Linked DNA regions of Ovis aries: region 1 is linked to region 2. A link is a contact called in public Hi-C data. All regions are on one chromosome and are shown on one strand. The core of a region is the stretch at or near the end of the contact, and the rest is flanking DNA. Distances in the headings are between cores, read along the strand shown. Region 1 holds the start of CCDC6 (coiled-coil domain containing 6). Region 2 overlaps LOC106991936 (a long non-coding RNA gene).

What was found. Hi-C and Micro-C count contacts between places; a contact is called where the count stands out from the background.
Region 1: a Hi-C map of hypothalamus shows a contact between it and region 2, with 2.9 times the contacts expected there. The contact joins the promoter of CCDC6 here to the enhancer-like site in region 2. A contact is called at or near these places in 4 of 16 Hi-C or Micro-C datasets (hypothalamus, muscle, skin fibroblasts and 1 more).

The regions. Positions count from the first base shown.
Region 1 is chr25:14,905,791-14,909,419 of ARS-UI_Ramb_v3.0, forward strand. It overlaps CCDC6 (coiled-coil domain containing 6), which reads right to left and starts at 2,146. Exons shown (of 9, transcript XM_015104369.4): 1 at 1,345-2,146. The coding sequence starts at 1,653.
Region 2 is chr25:14,634,733-14,638,025 of ARS-UI_Ramb_v3.0, forward strand. All of the region lies in intron 2 of LOC106991936 (a long non-coding RNA gene), which reads right to left. Among named protein-coding and RNA genes, the nearest start is that of SLC16A9, 100 kb to the right of the region's middle. Within about 2 kb of position 1,384, at least 8 of the 54 cell types and tissues checked have an H3K27ac peak or open chromatin away from gene starts, as enhancers often do. A contact at or near this core is called in hypothalamus, where this site is marked.

The sequences.
Region 1 (3,629 bases), core at 896-3,395, 270 kb after region 2:
ATCCTCCACTGAAGACTTTTTTTCTGGTACAGGGGCATCCTAAACTTGCCGCATTTCCTTTGCAGAGTTGTGATCTTCCATCGATCCCCGAATGCACGATTTTTTCTCCATCTGAGGGTTCAACCTAATCAGCTATTGTGGAGTAACTATGGCAATTCATCTCCTTGCTTTCTTGACATTTTCCTCTCTCCTCCTGGCTGGGAAACTGTTTTGATCTCAACAGGGTTGCCTGTATGGGGATTGTGCATGCTAATGATGTGGCTAGCCGGCAGGGATAGTAGGTGAGAGCACACGCTGTACTTTTCCCAGTTATGTTTCGCCTCATCACAGCTAATAGTGGCCTTTCTAAAGGCCTGCTACACGAGAAGGGAGACCTACACACCTAATCTTATCCTCTTTGGGGGAGCCTCCGGGGACCAGGTGGAAACAGAACAGACAGCCCGTACTCCCATCAAGTATCTAGACGCCGAACCAAAATATCCCCCAGACAGACACTCCACCGCCAAGGAACCAAACACACGCAAAACACACACACACACACCAAAAAACAACTCCCTCTTGATCGGCGAGGGAGTCAGTCGATCTCCTTCACCCTGGTGTTAGCCGGTCCAGGGTTCATACCCTTCGCTCCGTCCAAGCCAGGATAAGATGCTGCATTCTCCCAGCAGTACACGGCCTCCGCCACCCCCCACCCAGGGAAAGGACTTCCAATGGAGGTGGGAGCATCAGCTCCGGTACCCGCCCTTCCCTCTCGATCCTGGCCAGAAAAACTGCACTTCCCGGATTCCCGGCCACTCTCTCCCGCCCCCTCCCCGGGCGATCCAGCTAGCGCCGTCCTGATGCCAACCAAGTGCCCAGCCCAGCTGCACACTCCCCGCAGCCCGCGGCCAAGCCCCCGGAACAGGCCCCGGCTTCCTGCCTCTCCCTCAGCCTAGGACTCCCCGATTCTGGACGCACCCCTCAAGCAAACTAGGACTGGAAAAAGTCCCACCCCGCCCCCCCACCCCCGCCAGCCACGCCGCCACCTTCCAGCTCCTCCCGGAGGAGCCTCCTCCCCAAGGGGCGACCAGGGAACGTCGGTGGGGCGGGGGAGGGGGGGGTCCCAGCAGCCTCCTCCCGCACCCCGCGAGGGGCCTGGACCCCGGGGAGGGCAGACCCGCGCGGCTCCGAAGGACACCTCCCACTCCCTCCACCCTCTGGGGCCGGCGGGTCTTGGCAGCGAGTGTGCTCGCTGCAGGTCATCGGAAGCCTCGAAGAGCCCGGGGGCTGCCCTGGGTCGGGAGGCAGCATCTCCCAGGGGCGGGCGGAGGTCAGCACCGCGGCGCACCCCGGGGGGGCACTCACGATGGTCACGCTGGCTTTGCGCAGGTCGCGGTTCTCCTCCTGCAGCGCCTTGCACTTGAGTTTGTAGGTCTCCAGCTCGATCTTGAGCACCTTGTTCTCCTGCTGCAGCGAGGCCAGGCGGTTGGTGAGCTCCTCCAGGCGGAACGGCGAGATGACAATGCCCCCCGACTTCCCACCGCCGCCGCCTCCCCCGCCGCCACCGCCGCCGCCGCCGCCCGAGGTCGACGAGCAAGACGACTGCATGGCGGCCGAGCTACCGCTGTTGCCCCCCGCCCCGTCCGTGTCGCTCTCGCTGGCGCTGTCCGCCATGGCCGCGGCGGGCTGGGGAGACGCGGAGGAGGAGGAGCAGGGAGGCGGCGGCGGCGAAGGCTGGGCTGCGAATGAGTGGGCGCCGGGGCGAGCACAGGGGAGCGCCGAGCTGGGCGCCTGGCACCAGGGCGCAGACTCGGAGCGGCGGCGAGAGAAAGAGAGGGAGCTTCCCGCTGCCAAGGGACCTCCTCTGCCAGAGAACAGAGACCCCGCCCGGGCTCGGGCAGTATTGCACTGGGGCTCGCTCCAGCCGGGCCTGGCGCGCTCGCTAGGCCGCTCGGCTAAGCCGGCGGAAAGCTCCGAGACTCGCCCGCCGCCGCCCTCCTGGCGTCCGCCGGCGGGCTGGGGACGCGCTGGCCGGACCGGGGCGGGAAAGCCAGGCCAGCCTCCGCACCAGCCGCTCGCCAACCGCACGTGTTCGGAGGGAGGGCCTCCCAGCCCCCTGACCTAAGCCCGTGGCCGCCCAGCCTCTTCCGGGCTCGCGCCCGCTCCTGGGAAAAAGAAACCTAATGCCCCACTAGCCTCGCAGGTGCTGGGGACACGTGGAAAGGTCAGCCCGGCTCGGGCATCCAGCCCCCGCCGACTCCGTGGCCCCATCTTCCGCTGACCGTGTGTGCTCCTGTCTCCCTCTGTCTGTTTCAAACAGACACGCAGCCCTTTTAGTTTGATCTCTCAGTGAGCTTGCCTGGGAAGCTTCGGATAGCGCTCACAGAACAGAAAGTTCCCCTGCAAGGAGCGGAGGAGGGCGACGAGACAGGAGCCACAGGTTAACCTCGTTAAGAAAAAATCTGCAGAAGAGACACACCGCCCTCTTTACTCCTCCTAATAATCCCATAAACCACCCTGCGCTCAATTGTCTAAACAATTGCAAGATTTTTCTTTTCTCTCTGCATTTTGCAGACAATGCCAGGACCTGTTGGGCAATAGGATTAAGACAGTAACATTTATCTAATCCAAAAAGAAAAAAAAGACAAGTTTTGTGGATTAAAACATCTCTTTTAAGTGCCAGTTTTCCAAAGCAACTGCAGGCAGAGCATTCTGCTATACGAATAGTGATAAACGCAAGTGGGAATGCAACATAACCATCATTTTCTTTCCCATCATCTTGCCCACTTCTAGAAAACTTAAGTAGGTCAAAACTAAACACAGATTAATTACGTTGGTGGTCTAATTCGGGGTTCTAGTTTTAAAGCATAAATAGTTCAGAATCAAAACTTGCATTTCCCCTTCTCCGCTCCCAAACAAAGGCTTACAGGAAATTGGCCCAGCAGGTGAGATGATTCTTAACACTTTACACTGTTGACACAAAACAGCTTTCGCTTATGTATGAAAATCAGAAAATGAAACCGACCAGACTAGTTTTATTACCCAAGCTTAGGCAACAGAACAAACATATGGAAACAAAACATAGAGGGAAAATAGGGTGAAGTTTTTTCTATTGCTTTGAACTTTGGGGAAAGTTTATAATGTGTTAGGAAGGATAAAGAAGTGGCTTTAATGATTTTTATTTCAGCTCCTCCATTATCTTTAAAACTAAATTTAGCCTAATAATTACAGTTATTCAATGGCTAATGAAAACTGGTACCCAGGAATAAAGTGAAACCTCCAAGTGTTCCAAATGACATCATCCTTTACCAAGATGGCTGCTTTCTGGCAGCCAGCTCCAAAATGCCAACCGCAATTAAACCCCAAATTTCTAATTATTTTTTAGTCTAATACTAAGGACTTCTGAATTAGTCACTGTTGGTGTAGCAGGAACAACAACAAAAAAAGAGTCGACTTTGCTCTTCAGAAATGTTCAGCCAATGTAAATAACTGTTAGAAGTGACCAGTTTAATTTTCACTGAAACTTGCTCTTCTCTTTGACTTTTCCTTTTGGGAATCTGCTAGAGGAGACAAACAGCTCGTTAAACTGGAAACAGCTTCTGGAAAACTGACTTGCTGGGTGAAATGGAGGAGTAAAGCTAGCGGGGAGC
Region 2 (3,293 bases), core at 134-2,633:
GGGCCTTTGGGAGGTGACTGGGTCGTGAGGGTGGAACCTCCATGTTGGGATTAATGTCCATATAAAGAGGGAGAGCCATCTCTCCTCCCTGCCATGAAAGGATCCAACAAGACATCCACAAACCAGACAGACCCTGATCTCAGACTTCCAGTCTCCAGAACCACAAAAAATAAATTTTTCTTGTTTATAAACCACCCAGTCTATGGTCCTTAGATACAGTGGCCCAGATGGACTAAGGCAAACACCATGTCAGTATGGGCTTCATCATCATCATCAGGCACCCACTTTCAGAGTCATTTTGCACCTCACTTATCTCATCTCAGTCCTAGCCCTAGTTATCAACATCAGTGAATTCTTAGCAGGTTCAAGTAAAGGCCTTTACATGTTCATAAATTCATTTAATGGGAAGAGGAAATTGAGGCACAGAAATCTCACCAGTAAACATTCTGCCCAAGTTACACAGCTAATGAAGAATAGAGTTTGGATTTGAATGGGTGACAACAGTTAAATGTGTCCCCTAAGGCTTTGGTGTTTGGACACTGGGGCCTCTGGATACCGACCCTATTTATTGCTCTTTAGTATGAGCATATCTCTGCAAAAAAAAAAACAAAAAACAAAAAACAAAAAACTGAGGACTTATTTTTAACAGAAATCTGTGGGATGAAGCAGTCAATCATTAAGAGTGGTAAGTTGCTCAGGAAGAATCTTCCAGAGACTAATGGTGTGACCACAGGCAATCAATTGTCTCTCTCTGAACCAGTAAGGAAATTGCAAATGGTCATACCTTTCTGCCAGAAGTAAATGATACAGGGATAAAGGAGTATGGGTGCCAGATAATAGGGAATAAGTGAGGTTATGGAGGTTAGGCTTCTGCCCCATCTTTCTGTTTTCTAATGCCGTTTATTTTCAACCAGTCCTGGCCAAACCCACAAGTCTTGGTAAAATTCATCTGCAGGTCGAGTGAATGCAGTTTCCAGGGTGTATCATCAACGGCCAGGGGCTAATTCCTGACTTGGAGCAACTGAAAACATGAGCTCAACATTTTACAGTAACAGCAGCCGGAGATGCCAAGCTCCCTGGCTAAGCCAAGTCATCTGTGAAATGTGGACACAATTCAATTTAAATAGTAGAACAGTAGCAGCCCGGATTTACGTTTCTGCGTGACTCTCTGCTTAGTTCAAATTGGACCCACTACACTGCCTGATTTCTCAGTGGGCAGTTAGCCTGTAGGAGATGTTCCATATCCAATAACAAATCTCATTTCCTCTCAGACTCAAGGAGACAACAAAAGCCAGATGGCCCTTCAAGGCTGTTAATTATGCTCAAGGATCCCAAGATGGATGCGGCCTACTTCAGGACTTTTTCCTCTAAACCACAAGGTGGCACTGAAACACAGGAAATGCTTCTGAAGCTTTGGGCGTCACCTGCCAGGAGCAGTGGAGAAAAAGGAAAGCAAACAACTCAACTGAGGTCGCTGAACTGAAAAGGACACCAGCTCAGGAGGCCTAGCAAAGAAGGTCTCAGCATGCAGCAGATTCCCAGTTAGACGTCTAAATCCACAGGTGCCCAAGTTTCAGGCTGCAGGTAAATTACATCTGAAAATGCAAAGCTTAAAGAGCAATTAAGTCATGCTCTGGTTTGTTAATGAAGCCAGCACTAAGCAATGGGGCAGGTAATTAATGTAATTGAGCTCCGAACTGAAAAAGCCACCAAGCCTCTTGTCATAAATACTACACCTGTTAAGGGATGTGTGCACATATAGGTGAGCTGAATGGTAGGGAAAAAACCCTGGGAAGACCCTGCAGAAAATCATAGACAACTGGGAGGTCACCTCCCCCAAAATCCAGGAAGCAGAGAAAGAGAAAGAAAACAGCTTTCCCCACGGTCTTTCTAGACCTGTGCTGTCATACAGTACCCACGTGTGCCCACTGGGTACTTTCTGAACTGAGAAGGGCTGTAATTTCCAAATATACACTAGATTTTAAAAAAAAGCAAACTCTCTCATTAAGCACACTGTGTATTAGTTACATGTTGAAATGATAGCATTTTGGATCAACTGAGTGAAATCAAATATTAAAATTAATTTCCCATTTAGTTCCTAAAAAACTGTAAATTACATATGTGCCTCTCATTGTATTTCTACTGCATATTGCTGCTCTAGAAGCAAGAGCTTCCCTAGTGGCTCAGATGGTAAACAATCTGCCCGCAATGCAGGAGACCGGGGTTCAATACCTGGGCCGGGAAAATCCCCTGGAGAAGGAAATGGCAACTTGCTCCAGTATTCTTGCCTGGAGAATTCCATGGACAGAGGAGCCTGGTGGGCCACAGTCCATGAGGTTGCATAAGAGTCAGATACCAGCAAGCAATTAACACACACTAGGAGCAAGACACTGGTACAACCGTATTGTTTGTAAAATACTGAAATACCAGTGGAATGGTAACCCTGCCCTTGTCCCCCAATTCCTCCTTGAGTTCTCACTGCCTTGGCTGCTCAAGTCCCTCAGTCTTGCAGTGCCACCCAGCCAGCTCGTGGTAAGCCCCTCATTTCCTTGTGTCCATCCCAGCAATCCCAGATTGACCCTGGATCCACAAGAGAGTTGACAGTCCTGGGGGTGGTGCTAGCCCCCTGCAGACAAATGCCCCGTGTCCATCTGGCCTCCACCTAGTCCTCCTGCCTTGGTTGTTGGTGAGAAATGCAGACTTCACAGTGACTCTGCCTGTCAAATATTTTGCATCTCACCCACACCTATAAAGCTTGCACTTGGCTCCATCGTGATTTTTCTCAATTTGCGCTCTGTTTATATGCTGATTTACCTAAGTAGAACGTGAGCTCATGGGTGGCAGGGCAAATCTTAACCAGCCTTTTATTCCGTGTTCACAGTACCAGGAGTAAATGCATAGACACGTATGTTCTTTGCATATACGTTGGTGAAAGTAAGAAATGGGAAGATTCTTGAGCAGCATCAGGAGGCCACACGGTGGTCCTCAGATCAGTCTCCACATCCAGAAAGGAGGCTGACTTCTCCCTAAGAGATTTCAAGGTCAGTTTCCCTCTTGGGGTTATGCTACTTGGGAAAAACAAGGAGCAGAAAATCTCTGAAGGGTTTGCAAGGTGAGGAAAGAATCTACCAGTTTGTTTTGTTGAAAATCCTCATGGACTAAGATGACAGAGTCACTTTTAGTCTGTACTTCAAGGTCTCAATCTGATTCTTCAAATCCCTGTTCAGTTTCTCACCTATAGTTGTCTCTCTGAAACCAAGTCCCCCTAAAACCCAGTTCATGATTAATGTCTC